Linked DNA regions of Mus musculus: region 1 is linked to region 2. Evidence: chromatin contacts called from public HiChIP or PLAC-seq data. All regions are on one chromosome and are shown on one strand. The core of a region is the stretch at or near the end of the contact, and the rest is flanking DNA. Distances in the headings are between cores, read along the strand shown.

Region 1 (6,523 bases), core at 3,618-6,117, 110 kb after region 2:
GCAGATCTAGCATCTCAGCTTTCAATGGCAGGCAGGACAAGGGATGAGGCATCTCCTGTTTCACATAGCACAGTGTCCGGGCTGGGGACCTTATAAATGCCAACCCCAGGGGCTGGGAAGGCCAGGGTACAGACACCAGCAGTGCAGTGTGGTAGCCTCCTGAAGGCCCAGTCTCTTTTTCCTCTTGCTGAGTCCTCAAACGGCAGAAGGAGGAAGGGTGTGTGTCTGTCCATCAGCAGAGAAACTTCAGGACTCGGTCACTTCTCCCAAAGGCCCTGCCTTTCAATACTGTCACACCTGGTCTTAGCTTTGGGGACCCACTCTGAGGCCTTGGCACTGGAGAGGGACAGATGCTTCCTTCTCCTATTTCAAAAGCCAGGGGCTGCCTTCCATGTCCCTGTAACTAGGAGGCTCCTGGTTGGCTGGGAGTGAGGACGTGGCCTCCCTGGCAGGGACCTGGCTGCTCCTTAGATGCTCCCTATGGCGTATCCATCTGTCTGCCCCGGTAAGCACCTCCCTAGGAAGTCAAGGAACCACGTAAAACCTCAGAACCAACTGAGTGAGGTTTGGTTGTCTTCCTGTGTTCGCAATGGAGGTCGCTTCCCCGATTTTGTGGCGGGTTTCTGTTGGCTTTTACCTGATCTTCTTCAGGGAAGGCATTCTTGGACAGAGGCGCACAGCTGTGGATACAGGAGCCCCGCTATTCAGTGACTGGGAGATTAAGGCCTTTACTTCCCTAATTCTCGGGGTGTCCCTATCTGTCTTAGTCAGGTTTCTATTCCTGCACAAAACACCATGACCAAGAAGCAAGTTGGGGAGGAAAGGGTTTATTCGGCTTACACTTCCATACTGCTGTTCATCACCAAGGAAGTCAGGACTGGAACTCAAGCAGGTCAGGAAGCAGGAGCTGATGCAGAGGCCATGGAAGGATGTTACTTACTGGCTTGCTTCCCCTAGCTTGCTCAGCCTGCTTTCTGGTAGAACCCAAGACTACCAACCCAGGGATGGCACAATGAGTCCTCCCACCCTTGATCACTAATTGAGAAAATGCCCCACAGCTGGATCTCATGGAGGCACTTGCTCAACTGAAGCTCCTTTCTCTGTGATAACTCCAGCCTATGTCAAGTTGACACACAAAACCAGCCAGTACAATTGACCCCTTGTCAACTTGACACACAAACACATCACTCAACCCTTGCTTTCTTATTCACCCCCAAAATCTAAATAACTTTAAAAGTCCCAGTCTTTACAAATTCTTACATTATTAAAATTTCAATCCCTTAAAATGTCCAATCTCTTTTGAAATTCAGTCTTTTTACAATTCAAAGTCTTTTAACTATGGGATCCACTAAGATACTTTCTTACTTCAAGAGGGGAAAATATCAGGGCATAGTCACAATCAAAAGTAAACTCAAACTTTAACTGTCCAATCAATGTCTGGGATCTACTTAATATCTTCTGGGCTCCTCCAAGGGCTTGGGTCACTTCTCCAGCCCTGCCCTTTGTAGCACACACCTTGTCTTCTAGGCTCCAGATGCCAGTACTCCACTGCTGCTGCTGTTCTTGGTGCTCATCTCATGGTACTGGCATCTACAAAACGCTGCTGTCTTCCGCTGCAGTTAGGCTTCACCAATAGCCTCTCATAGGTTCTCTTCATGGTGCAAAGCCTCAACTCCTTTGCATGACCCCTTCAGTCCTGGGCCATCAACCACAACTGAGACTGCACCTTCACACAAAACCAGCCAGTACACAGCTTGCGGTGAATGAGGTTCTAAAGCCAAATTCCTATTTACCTGTAAAATCAGGAGCCTGTCCTGACTCCAGGCTAAGAAAATCGTCACCATAAGCAAGAGAGTGCTTAAAAGCTAAGAGAAATCCCCAGAAAAGGCAGAGGGAGGGTATACTGGGCCTCAGCTCATGGGAAGAGTTTGTGTGTGTGTGGGGGGGGGGGGGGGCGATTCTTGCCTGTCACCAAGGACCCTCACCCTTCCTATCTTTGTTCCACCTGTCCTACCCCAATTTGTGAGGAGCCTTCATGTGCTGAGTGGCCTTTGAGGCTCTGGGGAGCAGCCCTTCAGCTTTGATGCTTTCCTCTCTGTGGGCACGTGTGGGTGCAGCTCTCAGGCTCCAGCAGTCTTGTCCTTGGCTGTCCTGAGAACTCTGTGCAGAGAGCGGTGGAGGTGGGACTTTAACCGGCAGACTCCTGTAGGAGATGCCACAGCAGGGGGTTCTTTGATCTCCATTCTCCAGCTCCCAAATCTGTGCCCTGGGCATTCACCCCTGAAGTTAACCTCCCTAAGCAACCCCTGAGGATTTCCTGATCGCCAAAGGAGGGGCAGCCAAGGGAAGGTGCAGCATCCCACGCCCTCCCCTTCAGGACAATGGAGCTGCAGAAACTGCCTAGTCAGAGCTGTCAGAGGTGGACCTGGGGACATCAGCAGCCCTGTGTGGCAGCCAGGGTAGTGGTCTGGAATGCCTCTACTCCACTCCTTTTCTGTAACTCTCTTCTGGGCAAGTACCCTCAGCGTGTGTGTGTGTGTGTGTGTGTGTGTGTGTGTGTGTGTGTGTATGTGTGTGCATGTGTATATGTGTGTGCATGTGAGTATGTGTATATGTATGTGCATGTGTGTATGTGTGCATGTGTGTGTGTATGTGTGTGCATGTGTGTGCATGTGTGTGCATGTGTGGATGTATGTGCATGTGTGTATGTGTGCATGTGTGTGTGTATGTGCATGTGTGCATGTGCACATGTTTGCATGTGTGTGCATGTATGTACATGTGTGTACATGTATATGCATGTGTGTGTATCCTCACAGGAAAGCCCAGTCACTCTTGTCTGAATGCTGGGGCTGATTTGAGTGAGGAGAAGCTTCTGGCAAAGACTCCTGGCAAAGATTCCGGAAGGATGCTGGGTCCGAGAGGATGCTGTGTGCAGAAAAGCAACAGACCCAGCCTGCAGCACTTCATAGGCTGTGCTCTCTGTCAAAAGAAAAAAAAATGAATGCTGACCTCTGCACTCAACAGAACTCAGCCACTGGCCTGCCTCAGGCAACTCAGGCACTGGGGGTGAAGCCAGGACGGCCAAGGGTGAACAACAATGCTCTACAGCACACAACTCGAATTAAAAATCCCATGTTTAAACGAGATTTGAGTACAATACCAGACTCTAGGTTTAGGTCTCTAGGTGTGTGTGTGTGTGTGTGTGTGTGTGTGTGTGTGTGTGTGTGTGTGTAATCCCTCTGGAGGCTAGAGGACAGTGCTGAGTGTCTTACCTCGGGAGCTTTCTCTCACTAGGCTGGGACTCACTTAGCAGCCACTCTCTCCCCATCCAGCCCCTGGGATTCTGTCTTGGCCTCCCCAGTGCTGGTGCTGCCCTTACAAGTCTGCACTCTGCCCATCTTTTAATGAATGTGGGTTGTGGGAATCAAACTCAGGACCTTGGAGTTGCAGTGCCATCACTTTTCCTGACCGAGTCCTCGCCTCAGCCCCCGGGGCTGCTTTCTTTAGCTGGTCATACCAGCTGAGAGCACCCGATAGCACCCATGCCCACTGCAAACCCAAGTTCCATATCCATTCCTTCCATACTTCCCTGGGCAGAACTGCCCATCCCGACACACATGAATGCATGCGCATGTATACGCACGCGTGCACTTGCAGATGCACCCACGAGGGCAAATAAATGCATACCCACAAGGTAGCACATGTATACATAACAACACATAAGTGCATGTGCCTCCACACACAGCTACACCTTCACAAGGGCCTCGAGTTTATATACGCATGCATGCACACAAAACCTCATTTGTACATACACACCACCCACATACTTGTACATAATCACTCCCAAGCACAAGGAGCAGACACACAAATCAGACACATCCACACACAGGTGCTTAGGCAGGCACAGACAGTGCACACTGAAGCACCTGCAGAGAACACATGCACACAGAAGGTACCTGCATGCACACATGACCCCCCCTATTCATAAATATCACTGCACTGGGAGATAAACCTCTTCCCAGCTTCCTCTTCAATACCACCTAAGCGCAGTTACAAATTCTTTTTTACAGCAGGTGATGGTCATGCTGATTAAAAGGAAATTAGGCTGAATTATTTGGGGAAACATATTGTCCGTCATCAGTGAAAATGCTTTAAGTTAATTCATTTTAATTCATTTACTGGTTTCAGGAGAGATAGATTGCGAGTCACCAGAGAAAACTCTGCTACACACGAAGATTCCTTAAAACATTCCTTGCTTCTTCCTCCCGTCATCTTGCACACATGCACATGTATCTCACAAGCACGCTGGTCCGATGTCACCAGACAGATCTCTTTCCACACTACGTAGTGAAGCTGCTGGCTTCCTCTTGACTACAGGGCTGACGAAGGCTTGCAGGTGAGCGGCTGAGCCACGCTGCTTGCCCTTCTGAGGAGTAAGAGACACTGTTTTGCATTCATTCTCCCAGTTTCCTCTCACCACACAATATGAAAATACCGGGAGACCAAGAATTGCCTGTTTATTATGCTGTCTCACAGATACATATCCCATTATATGGGGAGGGATGAAAAGAGAACCTGCACGGGTCTATTTTTAGCAGACGGCTTCAATGCTATAAATTTTAGGGTGCTTTGCGTCCCTCCCCCTCCTCCGCCCCTTCAAGCCTGTCAGCTGTAAAATGGGTCTCTCTTTAACCCCTAATGGATCTAGAAGATGAAAGGTGGACTCCTGAATTAGCGGTGCTGACAGCCCAGCCAAGCCCGGCAGCGGGGGGTCTCTTTTGTCTCGGCCACTCTGACCTCCCTCGCCCCGACTGTCGGTGGGAACCGGACCAGAAGAATGCCGGGCGGAGCTAGAAAGCACCAGTGGCCGCCCTGCGCTGGGCCACCCGCCGGCCCAGCCCGCAGGAGAGTTGACATTCTTCAGCTGTGGATATTCTGACATCATCGCACACCTCCACCCTGCCCCCAGCCCCTCCAGCCCTGCGCGCTTTGCAAATGAGGACAATGGGTCCGGGAGCAGAGCCACCCCTAGCAGAGCATGGGGGTGCCTGCCTATGTTTATTTGAGAAGCAAGTGCTTCGGTGTTAAAGCTTGCCTTGGGAAAGCCGAGCTGAGCTGAGCTGAGCTGAGCTGGCAGAAAGGAAAACTCTTCTTGTGTGCTCGCTCAGGCCTGCTGGGTATTAAGGCAGAGGTGGGTTGGAAGCACGTGCGTCTCACGATTATGACGTCCGTGCTGGCCAGCTACGGCTCCCCTTTATCCCACAGACGTATTTGATTCATAATAAAATTTCTTCCACGGGAATCTACAATTCCATAAATGAAAGACCCACCCAGCTTTAGAGAGGACTGTCACAACTACGCAGAGCAGTTCCTCCTTCCAGCACTGGCTCAGCAAGGTGTGAGTAGGCAAAGACTTTGGGCTGGCCTTGTACCAGCCCCCAGGAAGGCCAGGGCAGCCAGGGCAGCCAGGGCAGCCAGGCAGCCTCAGTCCTGAGATTTGAAGCATTGGGAGTTGGAGGGAGCACCTGTTTGCAGACTTCAGGGAAGAGGCGAGGCCACTCGCTGGCACGTTTGCTTGGTGTAGCTCCTGCATTCAGGAACATATATTTGGACTTCAGTTAGCAATCTGTGTGTTTCTATTTGTATATTTGGGAGGGTAATTTTTTTTTTTTAAAGAAAATTTTGTCTGGTAAGAGCCATGAGAACCTCTGGGTTAATTAATTAATACAGCTCTGTGCATGTTCGACAGCAACCTGTTCTTCTTCCCCTGAGAACACAAAAACTATGCTGTGTTTTATTTTAAAATATGAGAAGCTAGCCAGGCCTGGCCCAGCGCTCCTGAGCAGGGTAATCAGGCCTGGAGCTGGTCGGGAGCGAATGGTAATTAGTATTCAACTCTCCCCTGGATCGGTAAGACCCCAGCTCCTCACAGAGAGTCGCAGCACTTCAAGGGCCGTCCAGCTCTGCGAGGGACGTTCTTTGTGTTGCTAATAAACAGCACAATGCGGGCCTGCTTTCGGGCACAATTTGGACAGAAATTGAGTTACGAGAAAGCAAGGTGTTTTCTTCCAGCTGTGTGCAGGAAGCGTCGTGATCAGACGGACACTTTTATTTGTACATAAAATGGAAGATTTTAACTAAAAACCACTATTCTGACTTATACTATGTTCTTTGCAAGAACCCTTTCTCTGCAGTGACAATATTTAAGGTTTTGTTGGATCTTTTTCTAATTTCTCATAAAAGGACAATTATCTACCATATTTTCTAGAAAATGATCTGTAAAACTTCATTCAATATTTTTTGGGTGGCTTAAAATGTAAAATATGGGGTGTGCTCCTCTGTAACAGAACCTAGTTTTGGAAGGTTTTGCAAACAGGTTGTTCACATTTCTCCTTTTGAAAAAAAAAAATCAATTAATTTACATTATTTCTAACGCCAGAGGTAATTTCTCAGTTGATTTAAAAAAATACTGGGGGGAAAAAATAAGCCACACACTGCTTCCAGCCCACTTTATAAGTTGGAA
Region 2 (6,470 bases), core at 1,317-3,816:
AAGCCATTGGGGAAGTGACTATAGATAGGGAAACAGAAGGAGACTTCCAGAAGCTGTCACTGACAGGACCCTCTGCTCATACCAGGATGGAAGGCACAAGGAGGTCTGGCACACCATGCCCACCACTGCTTAGTTGGCACAGACTGCAACCACCAATCTTCTCTGTCACTTGGCAACAGGTTACACCTGCATCTCTGATTTCATACTTCTGCAGGTGGGCACCCATAGGTTTTGCACCAGCTTGGACTTGCTTCTGCAGAATAGTTCCCAGAATGCCAAACACCAACATGGCAGTATGCATTGTGATGCCGTTTACCTCCTATTTAGATGTCCTAGAAAACAAGAGTAACATCCTATTTGGAAACAATGTTCAGCCCTATGGTAGGAAGAAATGAGACTGTTTCAAAGTCATCTATCCAAGTTTCCTAAGGCATAAAGCATTCCTGCAAAGCTCACTGGAGTGCAGGGTGTTTATAAAATAAATTGCCCCATTGATATGGAAAATAATGTGCCAGGCTTGATTTACACAAAGCATTTTCAGGGGGTCTTTGGCTATTTAGTTTAAAATCTAAATTGAAAAGCACAAGAAAGAAATCTTTCAATTGCTAAGTGGATAATATAGTTTATAATTTGTAAACCGTTTCCTTTATTTCAGTCTTGCTGACTTGCCCTAACACAGCGGATCTCCCAGCACACCCATCACCTCCTAAGTTATCCAAGGAAAATGGTTCTACGGCATTCTTAAACAATAGTCCTATTCGTTTTTGTTCATTTACAATGTAACTGATATTTGTAGGTAGTTCGTGAAACAAATCAAAAGATTTAATAAACTTGATGGCTGAAATAAGAAGGTAGCTGAAAACTAAGTTTATGACCTAGATGTTTATAAAAATATGAAACGATGTTTCCCTTCTAGCACAATTCTATATTATTTGATGAGTTTTCTAGTAAGTGCTGAATGGCCTGAAATGAAAGCTCAATCGGGCTGAGGGCTGTACTGTGCTGTAACAACCTGAGATAAAAAAAAATAATAATAAAATAAAATAAACCACTGTAATAATCATAGCAAGGGAGCAACGGCGTCAGGAAATTCACAGCCTCAGATGTTTTTGTTAGTGGGGGGGGGGGCTGTCATATGTTCACCGTCCAACATATTGGAACACCTGTATTCTTGCTATTATCCGGGTTATCTGTCATCAGAAGAGCCTCTGGATTACACGCGAGGCGGTCTGCAGGCATCTGACCAGGCTTGCTTTACCCACCAGCAACCTCCCGAAGCACCTAGATCTTAGAAGTAGAAACTCTATCCTCTCCCCTCTGTACCCCGCCCCAGGATATCTGAAGAACTTGTAGACTCTAAAGGTCTTTCTGGAAGAAGCCTTTACAATAACTCCCCCCCCCTTTTTTTTTTTGGACATGATGGTCTGATCCCAAGTAGCCTGGGGTGGGGTTGGAAATCTCTTATACATCCCGGAATCATATTTGTTCTGAGATTCATGGATTACGGCCATTTGTGTATGTCTTGATCATCCCCAGAACTGCCCTTTCTTTTTCACAACATACGAAGAAACAAAAACAACAACATACAAAAAGGCGGCCCTGTCACTGGACCTTCCAATTCCGTTTCAGCGCCCGCACCCCACCCCCACCCTCGCAAACCCGAGTTCACACGATTTTCAAAATCCTTTGGCAAACAGCTTCTGGGAGAATCGCTTCAGAAAAGCATAGGCTAGGTAGGTATTCTTTTGCTGTTTCCACAAACTTCTTTTTACTGTCGGAGTAACAAGATTCCAGCTAGATCTTGGTTTTGACCTTCGCAGAAATTCAAGAGGATATAGAGTAAATTGGCACCTGACTATAACACTCCGCTCCATTAAAAGACACCCCCTCCCCCAAGAAAGTTCGGGGTAGATTAGGGAGCTAGGAGCGTAGCACCACACAAAAACCGCTGCACCTCTTGCCACGGAGACCCGAATTATAGATCCCGAATCTGTAAAGGCCTTTGCAGGCTCTGAGAATGCACCGAGCGCCAGGGGTGGGAGAGACTGAGCCGCCCCGCTTGGCCTGAAACCCAGCAGAGGTACTTTGGGCCTAAGCCCCCCCCCCCCGGGAGGATCTCCCCCGCACCGCTGTTATTCTGCACTCCCGGCTGAGCTGAGTGCAAAGTGAGGCCTCTATCTCCAACTTTCCCCTTCCCAGCGGGCACAGAGTTGGCTGGCTGGGGACAGGGGAGGAGCTGGGTCTCCAATGAGCGCATTTAAACACGACCCAGGGCTGTATTCCCCCCGCCTCCCCCGACAGCGATTCTTTCTTCCTCTGGGTTTTCAACCCAATCGTTAATCATTCGGAGCGCGCGGGCGGGGAGAGGCAAAGGGGGCGAGCTCTGGGTTCGCCGCCGCCGCCGCCGCCGTCGCCGCCGCGCGCGCGCGCTCAGGAAGCAGTGTGGCTGTGACCCCGCCCCCCCGCGCCCCCTTTTCCCCCTCCTTCCTGCCCTTGTTCCCCCCCTCTCTCCTCCTCCACCTCCTTGCTCCGCCGCCCGCGCCCAGTGTATCTACTCCCTCCCCACGTCACTCGCCAGCGCGCCATGCAAATCACCGCCGCCGCCGGTTCCCATTGGCCGCGGCGCGCTCATTTAATGGCAGCCCGGGCCCGGCGTATGGCTGCTGGGCCCCCCGCGCCACCGGCCCCGCGTGCGCCTCCGCTCCGAGCGCACGGCCTCGGGCAGGCAGCGGACAGCTTGTCCTGGGCACAGCGGCACAGCTCTCTGGCTCTCTGCTCGCGTTGGCACTCCCACTGCTGTCCCTAACCCCCTCCCTGGCTGCACCGCGATCGCCCCCTCCGAACCCCCCTCCGAGTCCCCCTCAGCGCCTGGCTCCCCCCAGGCACCTGGGACCAGCACATGCCCAGCGCACGCGGCGCACCGCCTTGCTAGAAGTTGCGGTCCCAGAGTTGGAAGCCGCCAAGGAAGCCAGCACAGGAACGGAGACTTCGAGCCGACAAGAGGAGGCAGCGAACCCTGCGTCGGGCCCAGGGGCACCGCTTCAGACCCAGAAAGTGGAGCCTCAACTTGGCCACGACTGCACCTGTTTGCACAGTTCAGCCCTGAGTGACCGGACGGCAGCAATCAACCTGGCCATCGGCCTCTTTGGCAAGTGGTTTGTGCACCGGGAGAAACTTTCCACCTGCGAGCTGGACCCGCGCTAAGTGCGTGTGCTTTTGCCTCTTTTTTGTTGTTGTTGTTGTTGTGGCCTCCACCCAACCCCCTTCTCTCCGCTAGGCACCCACCGCACACACACCCCCCCCCCCAGTCTCTCTGGGCTGATCCTCTCTCCACCCACCCACCCCCACCCGGCCGTCTATGCTCCAGGCCCTCTCTTTGCGGTACCGGTGAACCCGCTAGCCGCCCAGATGTACAGCATGATGATGGAGACCGACCTGCACTCGCCCGGCGGCGCCCAGGCGCCCACGAACCTCTCGGGCCCGGCCGGGGCGGGCGGGGGCGGCGGTGGGGGCGGGGGCGGCGGCGGCGGCGGGGGCACCAAGGCCAACCAGGATCGGGTCAAGCGGCCCATGAACGCCTTCATGGTGTGGTCCCGCGGACAGCGGCGCAAGATGGCCCAGGAAAACCCCAAGATGCACAACTCGGAGATCAGCAAGCGCCTCGGGGCCGAGTGGAAGGTCATGTCCGAGGCCGAGAAGCGGCCGTTCATCGACGAGGCCAAGAGACTGCGCGCGCTGCACATGAAGGAACACCCGGATTACAAGTACCGGCCGCGCCGCAAGACCAAGACGCTGCTCAAGAAGGACAAGTACTCGCTGGCCGGCGGGCTGCTAGCGGCCGGCGCGGGTGGCGGCGGCGCGGCCGTGGCCATGGGTGTGGGCGTGGGCGTCGGGGCGGCGGCGGTGGGCCAGCGCTTGGAGAGCCCAGGCGGCGCGGCGGGAGGAGGCTACGCGCATGTCAACGGCTGGGCTAACGGCGCCTACCCCGGCTCGGTGGCCGCGGCGGCTGCGGCCGCGGCCATGATGCAGGAGGCACAGCTGGCCTACGGGCAGCACCCAGGCGCGGGCGGCGCGCACCCGCACGCACACCCGGCGCACCCGCACCCGCACCATCCGCACGCGCATCCTCACAACCCGCAGCCCATGCACCGCTACGACATGGGCGCGCTGCAGTACAGCCCCATCTCCAACTCTCAGGGCTACATGAGCGCGTCGCCTTCGGGCTACGGCGGCATCCCTTACGGCGCCGCGGCCGCCGCCGCCGCCGCTGCGGGCGGCGCGCACCAGAACTCGGCGGTGGCGGCAGCGGCAGCCGCGGCAGCCGCGTCGTCGGGGGCCCTGGGCGCCCTCGGATCTCTGGTCAAGTCGGAGCCGAGCGGCAGTCCGCCGGCCCCGGCTCACTCACGGGCACCGTGTCCCGGGGACCTGCGCGAGATGATCAGCATGTACCTGCCCGCCGGCGAGGGTGGCGACCCGGCGGCGGCAGCGGCTGCGGCGGCCCAAAGCCGGCTGCACTCGCTGCCACAGCACTACCAGGGCGCGGGCGCGGGCGTCAACGGCACGGTGCCCCTGACGCACATCTAGCGCCGCGGGGACGCCGGGGACACTGCGGCTTAAGGCCGGCGCCCCGGCGACGAAGAGCGAGGCCTGCGCCCCAGCCTCCAGAGCCCGACTTTGTACCGAGGTCCCCGCGCTCTCGATAAAAGGCCGCTCTGGAGAGCCGAGCGCCAGGTGACATCTGCCCCCATCACCTTCCCCAGGACTCCGAGGCGCTGACACCAGACTGGCCTCTTAGACTGAACTTTGGTGTTTTCATGAGACCTTTTGTACAGTATTTATCGTCCGCAGAGGAGGCACACAGCGTTTTCTCGGCTTCGGAGGACAAAAGACAAAAACCCAGCGAGGCGATGCCAACTTTTGTATGACTGCCGGCTCTGTAACTTTTTCCGGGGTTTACTTCCCGCCAGCTCTTCTGCCTGAGGCCGAGTGACGGACCTCGAGCCCTTCTCACTTGTTATAAATCTAAGTAAGGCAGATCCAAACATTTACAAGTTTTTTGTAGTTGTTACCGCTCTTTTGGGTTGGTTGGTTAATTTATACCGCAATCCCCTCTCAGACGGTGGAGTTATATTCTGGGTTTTGTAAATCTCTGTATCCGAGCATTTCCAATTTTTTGTTTTGTTTTGTATTATTTCTTGTAAATGCGTTGTGACATTTTTATTTTAGGCGTTGCGATACGGGGGGAAGAGGAGTCGGATGTTGTACATAGCCTGCAAGTCTTTCATCTAAAAGCAAAAAACAAAGAGAGATACCCCCAAAATGCATCAAATTTGAATCAATACATTTAAGAGAGAAAAGCCCGTTTCCCTGTGAAATCGAAACGTGCTAATTTTATATGCATGTTTTATGAGTTCAAAATACAATTAGCAATCTGTTGGAGGAGAAATTATCTGCAGGGCCCAAGAGTAAGGAAATCCCACCAAGCGGAGTGCAGCGTTTCCGTGACTTTATTCGGTGGGGAAAGAGAAATCTTAAACTCCATAGATTATTTTGTAGAGTTCAAGTTGACACAGAAGGGAAGTAATTACAAAATGCTTCCTAATGGTTTAGCGTTTTAACTGCCATGGCCCTGGCTTATTTTTTTTTGCATTTCTTTCCTGTGGTTCTGCCTTTTGCATACTGTAGCAGTTTTGAGGCAGCTGGGTCTCAGAAGGAGGATGGGTTGTGCTCAGTGGTGGGACAAGGCCAAGGATAGGGACAACAGCCACCGCCAAGACAGCGTGCCTTTGATTTCTCTGTAATTGGAATTGTAAGTGAAATTATCTTCCTGTGCTTCAAGGAAGCAATCCTGACCCAGACCTCACCACCACAGAGTCTCTCACCCAGGTCTTATCCCATCCCCTCCCGATTCCTCTCTGGGAAAATCCAACATAATTCTACCGATTTTCTTACACACACACACACACACACACACACACACACTCTCTCCTGTGTGAACCGGGATGCAGATTGCCAGGGAATGTAAACACAGAATGCTGTGTTTATCATTCCTGACCAGATCTTGAGGTTGTTTGATGCTTTAAATATTTTTAATTATATTTTTTCTAGGTGTTTATTGGTATATTGCAGGTCCCCCCCCCCTGGAATTTAAAGTTCCCTGTAAAACTTTGTCTTCAAGTAATCTGACAGCATTAAATATTGCATTTAAAAGTTATACTGTAGCAAATATGTTTTAAAATTAATCATGACATTAGAATGAAATTCTATTTTTGAAGGAAATTTTCTTTAAGTCCAGATGGGGAATGATACTATTTTCAGCATCCTTTCCCCTGATTTTTTCCCAATTTCTTTTCTTGGAATGAATATGGACTAGCCATTCAAAAGTGGACTTAATCTAGCAATTCAGTAAGACCAGAGCTCAACCTACATTGGAGAATATCTTTCAGTATAAATGCTAATATTACAAGTGA

The links. HiChIP or PLAC-seq counts read pairs in DNA pulled down with a chosen protein or histone mark.
Region 1: an H3K4me3 HiChIP or PLAC-seq map of embryonic forebrain shows a contact between it and region 2, with 4 times the contacts expected there. The contact joins the enhancer-like site here to the promoter of Sox1 in region 2. A contact is called at or near these places in 6 of 39 promoter capture datasets (embryonic stem cells, epiblast stem cells, frontonasal cranial neural crest and 2 more), 1 of 15 datasets of contacts at CTCF or cohesin (stem cell-derived epiblast-like cells), 23 of 484 Hi-C or Micro-C datasets (B cells, LSK cells, cortical neurons and 7 more), 27 of 115 datasets of contacts at active chromatin or transcription factors (SST interneurons, craniofacial prominence, embryonic basal ganglia and 13 more) and 2 of 9 other capture datasets (embryonic stem cells and pancreatic islet).

What each region holds. Positions count from the first base shown.
Region 1 is chr8:12,497,599-12,504,121 of GRCm38.p6, forward strand. No RefSeq gene overlaps it. Among named protein-coding and RNA genes, the nearest start is that of Gm33532, 25 kb to the left of the region's middle. Within about 2 kb of position 4,868, at least 52 of the 459 cell types and tissues checked have an H3K27ac peak or open chromatin away from gene starts, as enhancers often do. A contact at or near this core is called in SST interneurons, cortical neurons, differentiating embryonic stem cells and 7 more, where this site is marked.
Region 2 is chr8:12,392,953-12,399,422 of GRCm38.p6, forward strand. It overlaps Sox1 (SRY (sex determining region Y)-box 1), which reads left to right and starts at 2,567. Exons shown (of 1, transcript NM_009233.3): 1 at 2,567-6,470. The coding sequence starts at 3,409. The coding sequence ends at 4,584. All of the region lies in intron 1 of Sox1ot (Sox1 overlapping transcript), which reads left to right.